3 separate regions of the Mus musculus genome follow, and all the other regions are linked to region 2. A link is a contact called in public HiChIP or PLAC-seq data. All regions are on one chromosome and are shown on one strand. The core of a region is the stretch at or near the end of the contact, and the rest is flanking DNA. Distances in the headings are between cores, read along the strand shown. Region 1 overlaps Gm50595. Region 2 overlaps Haglr (Hoxd antisense growth associated long non-coding RNA). Region 3 has its middle 19 kb from the start of 9430019J16Rik.

What was found. HiChIP or PLAC-seq counts read pairs in DNA pulled down with a chosen protein or histone mark.
Region 1: a contact with region 2 is called in an H3K27ac HiChIP or PLAC-seq map of differentiating embryonic stem cells, with 23 times the contacts expected there. The contact joins two enhancer-like sites. A contact is called at or near these places in 1 of 39 promoter capture datasets (embryonic stem cells), 1 of 484 Hi-C or Micro-C datasets (cortical neurons), 12 of 115 datasets of contacts at active chromatin or transcription factors (craniofacial prominence, differentiating embryonic stem cells, embryonic basal ganglia and 9 more) and 1 of 9 other capture datasets (embryonic stem cells).
Region 3: an H3K4me3 HiChIP or PLAC-seq map of embryonic hindbrain shows a contact between it and region 2, with 2.8 times the contacts expected there. The contact joins two enhancer-like sites. A contact is called at or near these places in 1 of 39 promoter capture datasets (the C10 cell line) and 1 of 115 datasets of contacts at active chromatin or transcription factors (embryonic hindbrain).

What each region holds. Positions count from the first base shown.
Region 1 is chr2:75,587,449-75,592,356 of GRCm38.p6, forward strand. The region is part of intron 2 of Gm50595; the gene reads right to left. Among named protein-coding and RNA genes, the nearest start is that of Gm39853, 23 kb to the right of the region's middle. Within about 2 kb of position 2,228, at least 19 of the 459 cell types and tissues checked have an H3K27ac peak or open chromatin away from gene starts, as enhancers often do. A contact at or near this core is called in differentiating embryonic stem cells, where this site is marked.
Region 2 is chr2:74,747,605-74,752,324 of GRCm38.p6, forward strand. It overlaps Haglr (Hoxd antisense growth associated long non-coding RNA), which reads right to left. Exons shown (of 3, transcript NR_110445.1): 2 at 3,925-4,038; 3 at 818-3,039. Hoxd3 (homeobox D3) reads left to right here. Exons shown (of 3, transcript NM_010468.2): 3 at 1-667. Among named protein-coding and RNA genes, the nearest start is that of Gm14424, 2.7 kb to the right of the region's middle. Within about 2 kb of position 2,382, at least 60 of the 459 cell types and tissues checked have an H3K27ac peak or open chromatin away from gene starts, as enhancers often do. A contact at or near this core is called in differentiating embryonic stem cells, where this site is marked.
Region 3 is chr2:75,422,334-75,427,130 of GRCm38.p6, forward strand. No RefSeq gene overlaps it. Among named protein-coding and RNA genes, the nearest start is that of 9430019J16Rik, 19 kb to the right of the region's middle. RefSeq lists an enhancer at 1-2,243. Within about 2 kb of position 1,803, at least 24 of the 459 cell types and tissues checked have an H3K27ac peak or open chromatin away from gene starts, as enhancers often do.

The DNA of each region.
Region 1 (4,908 bases), core at 978-3,477, 840 kb after region 2:
ACATTACAATTCATAACAGTAGCAAAATTACAGCTATGCAGTAGCAATGAAAATAATTTTAGGGTTGGGATCGTCACAACATGAGGAACTGTATTAAAGGGTCACAGCATTAGGAAGGCTGAAAAACACTGGTTTTAATGAACACATACCCTGGTATATAAATCACCTCACCTCACCTGTGTCCTAGGCAGAACCCACAGGAGAAGACATGTCTCCTGTCCCATCCCATGGCCCAGGTAGTATAATACTGAAGGCCAGTTCCCCAGCATCTCAAGGGTTAAATTCTTTGTTGTACCTAATTTTGAAAAACTAAAGCAACCTGCTTAGGCTGGTTCAGCAAGGGAACCAACCGTTTCATAATGAGGCTTGGCCTCGCCTGTCCCAGTAGAATTAATTTTGTGCAGTAGAACACCTAGATAAATTAGTTTTGCTTTAAATATTGAGTCCTAAAAGAGTTAAAAGAGGGAGAATATCAATCAATAATTTTTACATTAACTACTTTGTATATGACAAAACAAAATTAACTTTGGCATTATAACCCCTTCATCTGGCATTTCTGACTGGCCCTGAGTTTTGAATAAAGAATTAGACGTCTTAAAAACCAACCGACATGTGTTCTCTTGGCCCACAATACTAACTCACTGTGGGTTTGTAAGAGATGTAATGGCTACCTACCATACATTTTCCAAGATTGTAAACATAATTGCTACTTACTAAAGCAATCCTGTTCTGGAAAGAAGAATTCTGAAGATAAAGATAGGTTTCTGAAGGTTTTTGTTCTGTGTGTGTGTTGTGGTTGTTGTTGTTTTGTTTTGTATTGTTTTGTTTAATATTGAAGGTGTTTAGCTTTGAATTTAAGTGAAAATACTATCTTAGTGACTAATGTTAGATTTTTAAATAACATTTTAATTGGTTGGAGTTTTTCCCAATATCTACCCTTCCCTTTCATAAAACTGGCTTCTACTGAAACATCTTTATGGATTTAAAAGTGACAACAAATTTAAACTAAAACTCTAGTGTTTGAATGGTCTTTTCAGGTTAAATGCCTATCAAAATGTAAATAGATGATTTCTTCTCCAGCAAGATGAGATCGGGTTTTTAACCTGGCCAATTGCCCATATAAACAATCTTTAATATTATTTGGTCATCTTTTGGTAATTAAAATGGCATATCACAACCACTTTAAATTTATATCCATGTGACAAGAAAGTTATTTAAGGCGTAACTGTGGATAGAGGAAATGTCTCTTTAACAGATTCTTTCAGGAATGCATCTAACAGGAAGCAAAGGTTTTCAACGGCACATAAAAACAAGAAGCAGTTGAACAGCGCCACCCAGAGGTAAGAAGTATATTACATCCAGAGATGATATCGCGAACCTTACACTCACTCAGCCGTCCTTACAGCCACTTCCAGATGTTTCTCTAGTAATATATCAGACATTGCTGGCTCCTGGGTCTGTATTGAAATCTAACATTTTAGTAAGTAAAATTAAATGTTTTGCTGTAGAAAAGGTGCTTTATTTCTGCTTGTTAATTCCTGTCTTTTGAAACAATAAGCACAGGTTGAATAAGAGGCAACACGCCTTCCAGAAATGCAGATAGTTCACCCACCTTTCTTTAAGTAAACGAAATTATTAGGAAAGCCCATTTTAAAAGAATCACTCTGTCCCTACTCCACTATTTCCATACACCCCTAATTACTTTTCTGTCTGGGTTTGTTGAACTAATGCATATTTCTGAACCAAGATTATATACCATTGGAAGAGATCTTAAGAAATCCATTGAAAGCCTGCCATCAGCACCATAAAAAGAGGATTACATACATAAGAACCCTGGGCAAGTACAAAAAAAGGTACTTTTATTATTATTTTACAGGAACTATAAATTTGACTTTTAAAAAAATCTTATTTTGTGCTCAGGATATGGTGCAGGCAAAACACCAGACACACAAAGATACCTTTAAATTTTTTAAGAGTTATTTTGGCCGAAATCAAAATGAGCTTGCCGATCTGTAATTACAGAATCGGGGTACCCTTGAACCCAAGACAGAGATGCTGCTGCATTGAGCTACACTACAGGAAAAAGGCCTCGTGTTCCCCCACCGCCTTCAGCCAGCTCAGATAAACCAGCACAGGCAAGCTTTGCAGAAACGCGTAGAACCGGTCTCAGGGTTGCTCCTAAGCAGAGTTGTACGCGTGCGTGCGGGGTAACCCAGGGCTTTGGAGGCCCTGCGTGCGGGGTCTGTAACTGCGTTGCCATAGCTATCTGTCACGCGTTCCTGTCAAGACTCCCGGCTGCTGCTTTCTAATCGCCTGAGAAGCAGCCTTCCTGTGACAAGAATCAGGCTCCTCCGTTCTGATCTGCATCTTTAGCCTAACAATGAGAAATGGGTTTCCATAAACTTAAAAGAGGCAAAGAAATGATGCCAAAGCCATTACTTGCTGCTTCGGATTGGAAGGAAGACACCTGTCCCTTTTTAGACCAGTAATAAAGGATAAAACTATGACAAAGCCGTCAGCGTTTCATCTGGAAAATAAAGGGAATCAGCTGGCGCTCTCCTAAAGAAAAACAAAATGCCTTCCCCTCCCACTCTGAAATCTGCATCAGAATCTAGCCTCGATTTCACGTTGTGCTCAACCTTACAACATGAGAGAAAATTATACTGTCATGAAAACCAGTGCAGAAGGATCTCGTTCTTTTTAATGCTCCCCTCGTGTCTTTATCCCTTTCCTCTAAATAGCCATGGCATTGTCCACCTCAGTGTTTTGGTTTGAAGCCGCTTCAGGGGCTTCTGGTTTTGCAGCCTGCGGTTTGAGGTTGATCAGGCTGCAAGCTGCAGCTGTGGGAACCCCAGGCTTAAGGCATTTGGAGTTGGTCTTGGGCAAGCTGCCTCACCAGGGATAGCACAGCGCTCCCTAGCCTGGTTTAGAAAACCCACAGCATTACAGCGAAGGCCCATGCGCGCCACCTAGTGGACACGATCTGCCTGGGGTGTCATCAAGACATGGTGGGTTATATAAAAATCTGCAACCCCTATAGTTCGCCAATAAATACACTTTTCTTCATACTATAGTCAAACCGACGAGGAAGGGGACATATTTTAAAAGAAAGTGTCAAATGCATTAACTCACAAAAGCTTCAAGACTGTCTTTTCAAATATAAATATTATTCAGCCCTTCCTTTGGGGCTCAGGAAACCCGGAGGGGAAGAGGAGGCAAAAAGAGCCAGAGGGGTGGAAGATACCAAGGAAACAAGACTTTTAAACACAACAGGACTGGTGCACATATGAACTCCCAGAGATGGAGGTAGCACGCGGGGCGGGGCGGGGGGGGGGGGGTGTCCTGCACCAGATGCAGATGAAAGGAGGAGAGGACACACTCCACAGTGCTAATCCAGAAACTCTCTCCAATCTATAACCACTTGGAAATGAAAATTTTGTTTTCTCCAAGGAAGTCTCACTGGAGAAACAAACCACTCTTAAGGGCAGGCTGCAGTGCCCAACAGGAGAGGCCGACTGAAAAGGAACCCAGTGGTGACTTTAAGGTTCCTTGTCTCCTAACTCCTTACGTCAGAGCTTTTTTATTAAAATAAATAAATAAATACACCGGGTAGTGGTGGTGCAAGAAAAAGTTACTGTTATTTTATTACAATTAGTTTTACTTTATAGGTTTTGTGTATACACCATGGATTCCAGGTTTGCGGTTTTATGGGTGTGCCAAGAAGTGAGTCTCTTTGTCTGCAGCTGATTCTTGTGCCTTTTCTTGAGTTCTTGTGCCTTCTGTTTGTTTGTTTTGTTAGATTCTGATTTGTTTTTGTTTTATCTCATTATATTTTATTATTATCCCTTAGAAGCCTGTTTGTTTTCTAAGGAAAGACAGAAAGGGAGTGGACCTCAGTGGGAGGGGAGGAGAGGGGAGGGGAAAACTGAGAGAAATAGAGAGGGAGGGGACCACAACCAGAATACAGTGTATGAAAACTCTATCTTCAATAAGATTGTGTGTGCGTGCATTCGTGTGTGTGTGCGTGTGTGTGTGTGTGTGTGTGTGTGTGTGTGTGGTCTGTGTGTGTGTGCATGTGTGTGTGTCTGTGTGTGTGTGCATGTGTGTGTGTCTGTGTGTGTGTGTGTGTGTATTTGATATATATACATATACATCAAATATCAAAATGCTGTGTTACTTTTACCTTTATGGAGAAAGGGGAAGGTTCGTATTGACTGGCATGCATGAAGGCCCTGGGTTTGAGTCTCAGCAATGCACAGTCATGCCAATAATTTGATTTTTAACACCCCCCCCACTCCAAAAAAATAAGTCTTTCTTGTTTCTCCTCTTTTTCTGCACATTATTTCCTGGATGAAAGCACTTCATTTTTTTTTTTCTTAGCCAAGTTGTATAAGACCTCATTCAAATCACAGTCCCTAGGAAGTTCCTCAGACCGATCTGAACTCATGGGAGACTAAACCTTCTTTAAAAGTGTCACTTGTAAAGATTTCCTGATTGTCTCGTCTCCATGATCTCCTTGATTGGCTTCAGCTGCCTTCAAAGGCTTCTTCAATGTTGAGTGAGCAGCTTTGACACAGGTGACAGCCCTGTCGGGATAATATAAACACGCCAGCATCCCTTCCAAGGCACAGCAACAGCAACGCCCGTTTACGGAGCTCCAGAAAAGCCAGCCCTTTGTGCAGCAGGTACTGGGTCCTCAGCAGCCCCACTGGGTGCTCACAACACCTAAGCTTGAGAGATAGGAGCCTTAGTGACACGAGAAATAAGAAATAGAGCCGAGCTGGAACCCTAGCCCAGCTCCTGGCTCCAGAGTTTAGATGCCGAACACTTCATCTATCTTCTCTGTTGTGATTACGTGAACGCTGCACGTCAATCTTACTGCTGGTTGTATTCTATCTCAGTGCCTCC
Region 2 (4,720 bases), core at 1,132-3,631:
TCTGAGGCTGGGCCTAGGTACACGCTCCCAGGCCTTGGGGGGGCCACTTTTCACCTCTTTAGTCCCCTTGGTCTGAACTAGTTGAGAGGATAGTTTTGAACAGTTGTAACCATGGCTGGTGTCTGTAGTTGATGTTAAAGGATTGAGATCACAAATGGTCCTTCATGGGTAGAGTCAGGCAGCCCGGTGGCAGGACTCACGCTAGTCGTTTCTCAACAGCCGAAGCCCTCACCACTCGACACAGCTTATTGATTTCAAATTGTCTGGTACTATTTGAACAAACATTTAGAATAAAACCTTTTTTTCAGTTGGAAGTGTATCTGTGTTAATCGCACACATCTGCAAGCAGATCACTCTGTCTTCATCCCTCTGTATGATCCCGGGTTGGGGGAAAAGGACCCTCTGAAACATTTTATTTATTCGGAACCTATTGCACAAAATTGGCGTGGAGAAATACTTGATTACATTTAAGCTCTTAAAACTGAGCGGCAGTAATTGGAGGATGCAAACTCGATATCACCTAAGTGGGGGGCAGTCGCAATAGGATTTTGCCAGAGCAGCGCCTGCATGCTCTTTCTATACATGATCGTCACATGGGCGGGTGTGTGTTCATTTTTTCTGCATTAAATAATAAAAAAATAAACTTTGGGGAAAAACCCTGACAATCAAAGAAAAAGCATAAGAGAAACAGGCAGGATTAAGCGAGAAAAGCTAAGGTGCTGTGGTATAAAAGGAAATGATCATGTAGAGACAAGCATCAGGCTTTTTCCCCCGTCCCCCAACCCCCTTAGGAAGTGCTCACAATTTTTTCCTTTGTAGTGGTCAGCAGTTCACTTTTAAAGAAAACAAACATTCTTCACAATGTAAAATAACGAAAGGTTCATTAATAGAACACAACACGTATAAACACCTTGCTTACTCCTGTTTCTTTGTGCAAAATGGGCGAATAGTCTACAGAATTTATAATCGTTTTGTAAATATTATTAGTGTGGCTCTAGGAAGGGTCGAGCACTTACACCCACTTCTATAGAAGGGAGCACTTGGAAAAAGGCCTTCAGACAAGGTTCAATTATTTTGTATTTCAGCAAAGTCCACCCACGCATCTCTAGTTGGTTTGGCAAATATGCAACTCCCACTACCAGCCTGGTGACACGAGGTGAAATTCCCATTGTGTGGAGATAACTTCTACTCTTCTGGTGCAACAGCAATCGTTTTCTATTTGGATGTTTGTGTTTCGCTCAGTAATGATGGCTCAAAAGAATATTTAGTTTCCTTGTTCCTTTGTGCTGTTTTAAAAATGGCATGTTAGGCTGGGGGTGGGAGGGGTTATCCTTTTGCTAAATTTCACTCTATCTGAGCAAGTTTAAAGTATATATGTTGTAGAATTGTATCAACAGAATAAATGACTTCAATCGAAGGCATATTTTACCCACTCTCAAGGCTTAACATTGTTTTCTCTGAAATTTGCATTCCTAGACAGAATTTATAATTGTAAGAAATTATTTTTTAAGCTATTACGGAAATCAAAGAAATGCTAGCTGCCTCGTAGGGAACCACAGCCACCTTTCTTAACTGGCTAAATATTAAATAGATGAATTGTCAGGCTGTTTAGATTCAGCCCGGTTTCTCTCATCTCCTCTTCATACCATAAATAATAATAAAAATACATAATGCATCATGGCTCCAGGCGTTTCCCAGCGCGGTGTGTTACCACAGGAGTATCTGCTGAGTCTGCGGGTGTCTGCAATACCCCAAGCGTCATCTGTGGCTTAGGGTTTCATGGATTACTTTAAACAGTGTCTAGCCCGGCTGACATCAGCTTCCTCTCACACATAGGCTCTAAGGAAGTGTCAGGTTGGGGGTTCCCACCGTCTAGGCAGCCGCAACCTCACAGGCCCGGCGGTGGAGGGAGGATGTTGGAAGAAGGGGGAGGGGTCGCTTCGACCAAACCTGCCGCCTTCGCCTACCTTCTGAAGTTCTGGAGACTTCAGAGAATTGCTTGGTTCTTTCCTGCCACCAACGCGAGTCACGTGACAGGCACACTCACTCCTAGCGTGGGTGGGGGCGGCGGCGAGTTCTGGGAGGGCACACTCCCACGCGGCCGCCCGCCGGAGAGAGCTGGGCCCGCGGCACAACCATTTAAAACTTCATAAATTATAAACAAGCCGCCTTGGCCTTCGCCATAAATTCCGCTCCTCTTGAGCCTGCAATTAGTGTTAGGAAGCACCCAAGTCTAAACACAACCAAACGCTCTCCGAAGGGTCCAAGTGCCCGAGGTTGCAAGCCTTTATTTATTCCCGGGTGCCACCCCCTCTGCACTCGAGGCTTGCACACAGTCACCTCCTCCCCCGCCACCGCGGGCAGTACACACTCCGCTGGGTTCCCCGCTTAGCCCGGGAAGGTCACAATAGCAGCTCTATCCACCGAGGCGCTCGCCGCCTCCTCCCTCCCGGGTCTTCGAGAAGCAAAGAAAGGAGTGTGGGGGAGGGGAGCCTGGCCAGCAATGGCGCCCGGGTCTCAGGCCTCTGCTCTTGTTTCAAGACGAGACCCGGGAAGTTGGCATGGGTAGGGAAGCAGCAGCCTAGCTTGTCTTTCTCCCACGACGCTCCTCTCCCACGACGCTCCTCTGCCCCCAGAGGCTTCACCGCCCGATTGAGGATGCCCCAAAGCAGTCAGGTCTACCCGAAATCCAGAATCCATTGAGCCAGCGGCTTCCTTTCTGATCCTTTGCAGAGGAATAGATGCCAGACGGAATAGATGCCAGACGGAATAGATGCCAGAAGGGAGGAGCACCTGGGCCCCTCCGGAGGGCGTTGGCCTTGGGAGGTGTCTCTCTTTTGAAGAAGGGGCAGGATGACTTCGGTCCAGCCTTGGGCACACCTTCTTTTTCTCCATAGTTTTTGAGGCGCGGGGGCGGGACGAGGAGGGGGTGGGGATTAGGAAGGTTGTGGATCTCCGGTAGAGTATTAGGTCTAAAGGAAAGAGATCAGGTCCTTGGCTCATGGGTGGCAGTCATTTGGGCCTCTCTGGTTGTTCCATCTAGGCAAACAAATGTGGATTAACGTAGGATGGCGGTCAGGCAGAGGTATGGCCCTGCTGCAAAATGGAGGTGGGAGTGGAGGAAGAGGGACCGTTTCCTTAGCATCCCTGTAAACCTCGGGGTCCATTCTGGAGTGGAATGCCTAGACCTAGCGAGAGGGTGCGAAGTTGTCATGGAAAGCCCTGGAGGGTGGCCCTGGCCACTGGTAAGGAGGTTAGGAAAGGAAAGGAAAGGAAAGGAAAGGAAAGGAAAGGAAAGGAAAGGAAAGGAGAAAGGGAAATCAAGTACAGATTCTGCCTTCTAGCTTACAGACCAACCTCATCCAGGGAACTGACAGAGAAAAATCTGCCTCTGATAGAATCATTAAGTTAAGCATCCATTTGTACCATTTCTGTGTACAGGCTTTCAAATGGGAGAGAGGAAGAGGATACTGAGCTTGTACTTCCCTTGGTTCAGCCCCAAGTCCAGTCCCTATCAGAGATGTGTCAGCTACATTGGTTTCTGAGGCCCCAGAGGCTGCTAACCTTGCTGAACAAGAGTTTTCACATTTCTGTCTAGAAGAACTACTAGCAGTGATCTCCTACGCTAGCTAGCTACTGTCCTTTCTCCCTCACTGGGTACCACTCCAATGGTTCATGAGTGAAGTGCTCTCCTCAGCCACCAGGCTTGGAAGCCCAGACGGTTTTCCTTTAGAGAAGGTAAAGAGGAGAACATGAGAGAGAGAGAGAGAGAGAGAGAGAGAGAGAGAGAGAGAGAGAGAGAGAGAGGAGAGAGAGAGAGTTTGAATAACAAAGAGGCTAACTCTTCCTTCCAAGTATTTGACCCCATGGCGGGTACAAGCTTGTTTACACCCAGGGATTGTCACAGGTCTGTTTTGACTTTACCAGAATTGGTTGAAACTTCCTTGTGAAGTCAAGAACTTGGTAATCCCAGTTTACAGGTCTAGGAAGGTCTTCATCTGGGTGTTCTTGACAAAACTTTGGTCCTTCTTTGAGAAACTTAAAGAAAATAACAGAGGTTTATGAGTATGCAAGAAAGGCAGGTGGCTCAGACCGTCCCCTCACCCCCTTGGGCTTTGCAATTTCCCAGATAGGGTATATTTAGAACCTGGGTCAACAGACCTTTGGGTGTTGAGCCACTTAACCAACTGAGTCTGAGTTGTCCCTAGCCAAGCCTTATCTAACCTTACCTAAGCCACACTTTTAAGGGCTGGCTCTTGTAGATTTCTCTCTCAGAAAGTCTGGATGGATAGCACAAGGCCTGATGGATGAATCCTCTGCCCTTCCTGCTTTGTTGGTGCTGAAGGAAAGTGATGGAGAGGACCATAGCTTACCTTGTTTTCTACTCCACTACAAATGCTCTTACCTTTGGGGTCCAAGGTCAGTGTCAAGTGGATTTATAAACCTGATCTGAAGCCCTTCCTTAAACATTTCCCTCAGGTCTCACATCCTGCCTGTCTAGTTGCAAAGTTCAAAGACAATCCATTTTAGGTCATGTCCAGTGTGTCCAAACTGAACAGACTGGCAGGAGGCTCAAGGCCCAAGGATGCCAAATCTTTTGCCATAGCAGAGAAATATAAATGCCACCACGCCATCCCATCAGGTCTGTGGGGGTGGAGGCCATTGCATGTGTCTTCATGGTCTTCATCTTATGATAACCACTTTTTAAAAGCAACCTGGA
Region 3 (4,797 bases), core at 553-3,052, 670 kb after region 2:
TTGCCTTTTCAATCTCTACTCTACCCCACCTCAAACATGTAATCAAACCCAAACTTAGTTAACTTATTTTCCCATAGAGTAATATATTTTTATTGTCCGCGTCCACTTCTAGAAGCCAACCGTCTCTTTTTTTTTATTGCTATTATCTTACAATCATAAGAGCACCGTAGTTGGGTTATGATTGCTTCAAATGAAGAAACTTGGTCCAGGTAATTTCTCACGACAGAAGTCCACAAAGAAGGTTAACTCTGAAATCAAGCACATCAGATAATGCATCTAAGTTCAGACATTTGATTTATTGCCTTCCCTCCCTAATGATTAAATATTCCGCTACCCATTGAAACCACACATATATTCAGAATGTAATGGTCAAAGCAGGTTCACCGCACACTAACTTTTCACCTTCATTCTCTAGGGAGGTGCGTCAACACACAACTCTGATAACAAAGGACTGGGTACCAAGATCCAAGAAAGAACAGAAGCAACTAATGAGGGCTTGCGAATCAGATTTCCCTCCCCAACACCGGGTTCTCACAAAGTTTTCCTCTGTGGTAAAGGACCTGGAGAACAGCTGTCAAAAATATGGCACAGCTAACCCTCGAACAAATTAAAAAACACCATCTGCAGGCACTGCAGTCTGATACACAGATGTGCGCCAGCACAAAGCCCAGGGAAGAGAAAGCGGGTTGACGGGACCGAGGTTAACGCGACTGAAAGCAGACAACATATGGTTCTCCAATGAGAAGGGCGCTCCACTACTGAAGCCAACCATTTGTAACATTTATAAATAGCTACTGAACCTCTAACACACCCCTAAATGCCTGCATTTGTGTGTTTAAAGTTTCTCTAAGAACAGTAGGTAGAGCAATTACAGAGGACTACAAATTCAGCATCTTTTTGTGTACCATTAGTCGTTCAGGTAGCCAAAGACGGTCCCTACACTATCTTTAATCTGTTTCTCTCCCCCCACACACACACCCAGCCCCACCCCCACCTAGTAACACCTCTCATTAAAACTAACTCTTTTGAAATATGCAGCACCAGCTAGCTTGTCCCACTTGCTAATGGTTCTGAATTGATTCTTAATTAGTTGCAGTTTTGGAAAGAATCCAATTAAAATAGTAGGAGATTCCAATAGCTGAGAAGAACTCACTAATGCGCGCTACTCTCTGAGCTGCTGTCCTTTGCATTAAGACTTGCTCAGGCGAGAGGCGACTATACGGCAGGATTCAAATCATACTAAACACGCTCAGGTTTTAAACAGAAACCTTCACGTGGTAATTTATCCTCCAGCCATAAAACATGATCAAAGAAATGCAGCCAAACGCTGTTAGAAAAATTACATTCCTTCATCCCACCTTCTCTTCTTCCTAAAAGGACAGGTTACTAATTCAGAAGACGGCAGAATCTTTTCAATATATTATATTTTTTACTTGCTATGTGTTTTCCAGCCCCCTACCAAAAAAAAAAAATCCAAAATGGGGGAGCATAAAGCTTAGTGTGGGAAGAAATAAGGGGAGAGAGAAGAAAATAGTTCAGTGTGAGAGAGAAGGCTGGAGGTGGTTAAACAGGACATTTTCCAATGTTCTTTCCCAAAGCCTGCCTGCTACCAGCAAAATTCCCAGTGTTGTTTATGAGGGCGGCTGGAGGTCATTTGACAGGTATGGCTTTTATGGTTCGGATTTAATTATAGAAAAGTGAAGGCTCAGAAAAGCAAGGTCTCAGGAAACCTAGGCAGGAGGACTCCTGCCACTGCTGGTAAGGTGACAGTCACGTGGCCAGCTTTTGTATTCAGCGGTAATAACTCATTGCCCCTGCCTGGGATAGAGCCTGGTTCCTCTATCCCCAGAGGAGCTCCACCAGGCGCAGACTCACAGAGCCTTTGATCTGCAGATTAACATGATCAGAATTCAGGCTTTGTCTTTTACAAACATCCCTGTCCCGAAATTTGTATCCAATGAGAGGTTGAGCCCACTTTTATTTGAATAATGAATTGCAGTAATTAATACACAAATTGATTTTTTTCAAGTCTCCCCAAAGGCTCTTTCTATTTTTAATTTCTAGAAAATATGTATCATTCCCTTAATAAGAAACTGCTCTACATTTCAAATTGCATATGGAAGAGGAAGCAAGCATAAGCAAACAACAAAAAGACTGAAGCAAGTAACATTCAAGATGGATTCAAGAATTCACGCTGCTTTGTGGACAGAAGCTGCCCCTGTGGGATTTCACTCTCTGCTCCGGATCCGACGAACACTTCCGAATGCTTTTTAAAGACACAGTTATTTCAACTGTGCGGCATTCATGTGGATAAATATCCCCTTCCTTTTAAACTACGGGTTTTCCCCTTCAACTATTAATAAAAAAGACATCCTGTGCAAAAAGAAAAAAAAAAGAAAAAAGAAAAAAGAAAAAAAGAAATCTAAGTCCGTTGAAACTGTGTAATTTTAATTTTGCTTTAATGAAGGTCATACGAGTTCTTCTAGTGCCTCTAACGAGAGAGAAAGAGGTAGAGAGACAAAGAGAGAGACTGAGAGACAGAGACAGGGCGACAGAGAGAGATTGAGTGACATCTTCGTTTAGTTGCACCTTAAGGACCGGCAGGGACTTAAACTAATGGAGCTTCTCTTACTTAGAAAATAATTCTTTTCTTACACCAGGGTTCTTAATAAATACCAATGCAGAGAGAAGTGTGTGTGCGTGTGCGTGTGCGTGTGCGTGTGTGAGACAGCATCTGATGCTTATCTGGAAGTCGCAGGTACTAACAGCTGGGTAGGAGGCAGTCCGAGGAGGCCGGGAAGGGAGGGTTTGGAGGCGCATGCACACAGAAGAGATACCTGATTGACCTTTTGCTGACTCTGAGCCACGTGACGCGCAGGCCGCCTTCTTAGAGTGATGGCTTTAGAAGAAGATGTTAAATTTAACCTCTGGCGCAATGATAAATTGACAATAAAAAATTCAATGGCTTGGTAATTACCAATCACTTTGGACATCGGCAACATTTTTCAGTTCTGTCACTGCACATTGGCACAAAAGCTTCAGCAGGAATTCTCCCGGTCTTCCTCTTTTTAACTTTGTTTTCATGATGCAGATTAAATCTGCCACCCTATTACTGATTCATTTTCCTAATTTTTCATGTCTGCACCATGCCCCAGCTGCACCAGGCTGATAATTGTGGAGCCCAGCCCTGATGATTAACATCAGAAGAATTAATTATGCCTGCCATTAAAATTCCGGGTTGCACATGGTGATCAAGAAAAATTAAGTTTCTCTAGGCCTCTAAATCATTTCACCTTTGCAGGAAAGGATAGAGCCTGGACAGCTAGGCGGCAGCCTGTGTTCCTGCTGATGTCGGAACCACATGCCCTTTGTGTAATTCAACGAAGGCTATCCCGGCTTCCCCCCCACCCCCACCCCCACCCCCAGATTTGGACGAAAAGATTTAATGCTTAGAAAAATAAAGGGAACCTGAAAGATATTCTTAATCTTTTGCTTGAGAAGGGGGTGTGTGTAAAAACAGTGCTTGTCAGCATCTCAGATGCTTCTCCTGAAATATCTGTTAAACTAATCTGTAGAGGAATACATTCCGCGGAGAAAAGAAAGACGACCCTTGGAAAGAGCTGATGAATCGAGGGTGGCAAGGGGCTCCAGCCTGACAATCATTGTAAGTAGGGAGACAGGAAATGTTACTTCAAGCTGACAAAGGCTGCGGCATTTCTTGGGAATAAATTGATGACAGAATAAAAACAGATTCCTCAGATCTTTAGGCTAAATAATAATGAGTAAAAGACGCCGGTTGACTGACGCATTTCCAAAATGATTGTTGCATGAGGAACCCAAAATGTATTCGGTGTACCCTAAGGTACAGAATTTACTAGAGCTGTAGAGGATGAGATGCCCTGCATTTATCACGCTCTCTTCCTACTCTGTGTTCTGTTTTTAAATTACCATAATAATGTATATTACAGGCATGGCTTTCGAAGTCTACAGAAGGAGTCGTATTTTGATGAACAGATGTAAATATCTTTACACCAAATAGTAAATCTCTCACTCACCTCTATGCAAAGAGTATGCATAAGCTATGCATCAAATTGGTTTCCTTTATTACATTTAATAAGTGATACCGAAAGACAACTATTTCAATAGATGCTCTTGTTAGTTTCTAGCCGTAGTAAATTTACAGGGGCAGGTTATCCACACACCCACTCCAGGTTAGATAGTGAGGTGCAGAAAATAGTGAAAAGTTCATTTTAATACAGCTATTTCAGGAAAAAAAAAAAAAACAACAACCAAAAACCAAAACAAACAAACAAAAAACTGTCTGTTTTGAAGCTGGTGTCCCTTCCCAGGAAATCACTGGACTTTGTGACCTGACAAAATCCCCGGTGTAATGAATTAGACCCCACCCCTTACGAAGCCCCACCCCTCTGTGTCTCTCAGGAATCGCCTTCCATAGGCACACACGTGCTCTGACCGCTAGTTCCGCACACAAAGGCAAACTAACTGCAAGTTTATTCTTCTTGCCAGGACACTAAACTTCCCAGGAATTTTCAAAGATGATAAAGTATTAGTAGGCAAGTCTACCGAAAGACCAGAGTTTAAAAATTCAAGAAGAACGAAGACCAAAATGTGGACACTTTGCCCCTTCTTAGAATTGGAAACAATCACCCATGGAAGGAGTTACAGAGACAAAGTTTGGAGCTGAGACAAAAGGGTGGACCATCTAGAGACTGCCATACCCGGGGATCCATCCCATAATCAGCCTCCAAACGCTGACACCATTGCATACACTAGCAA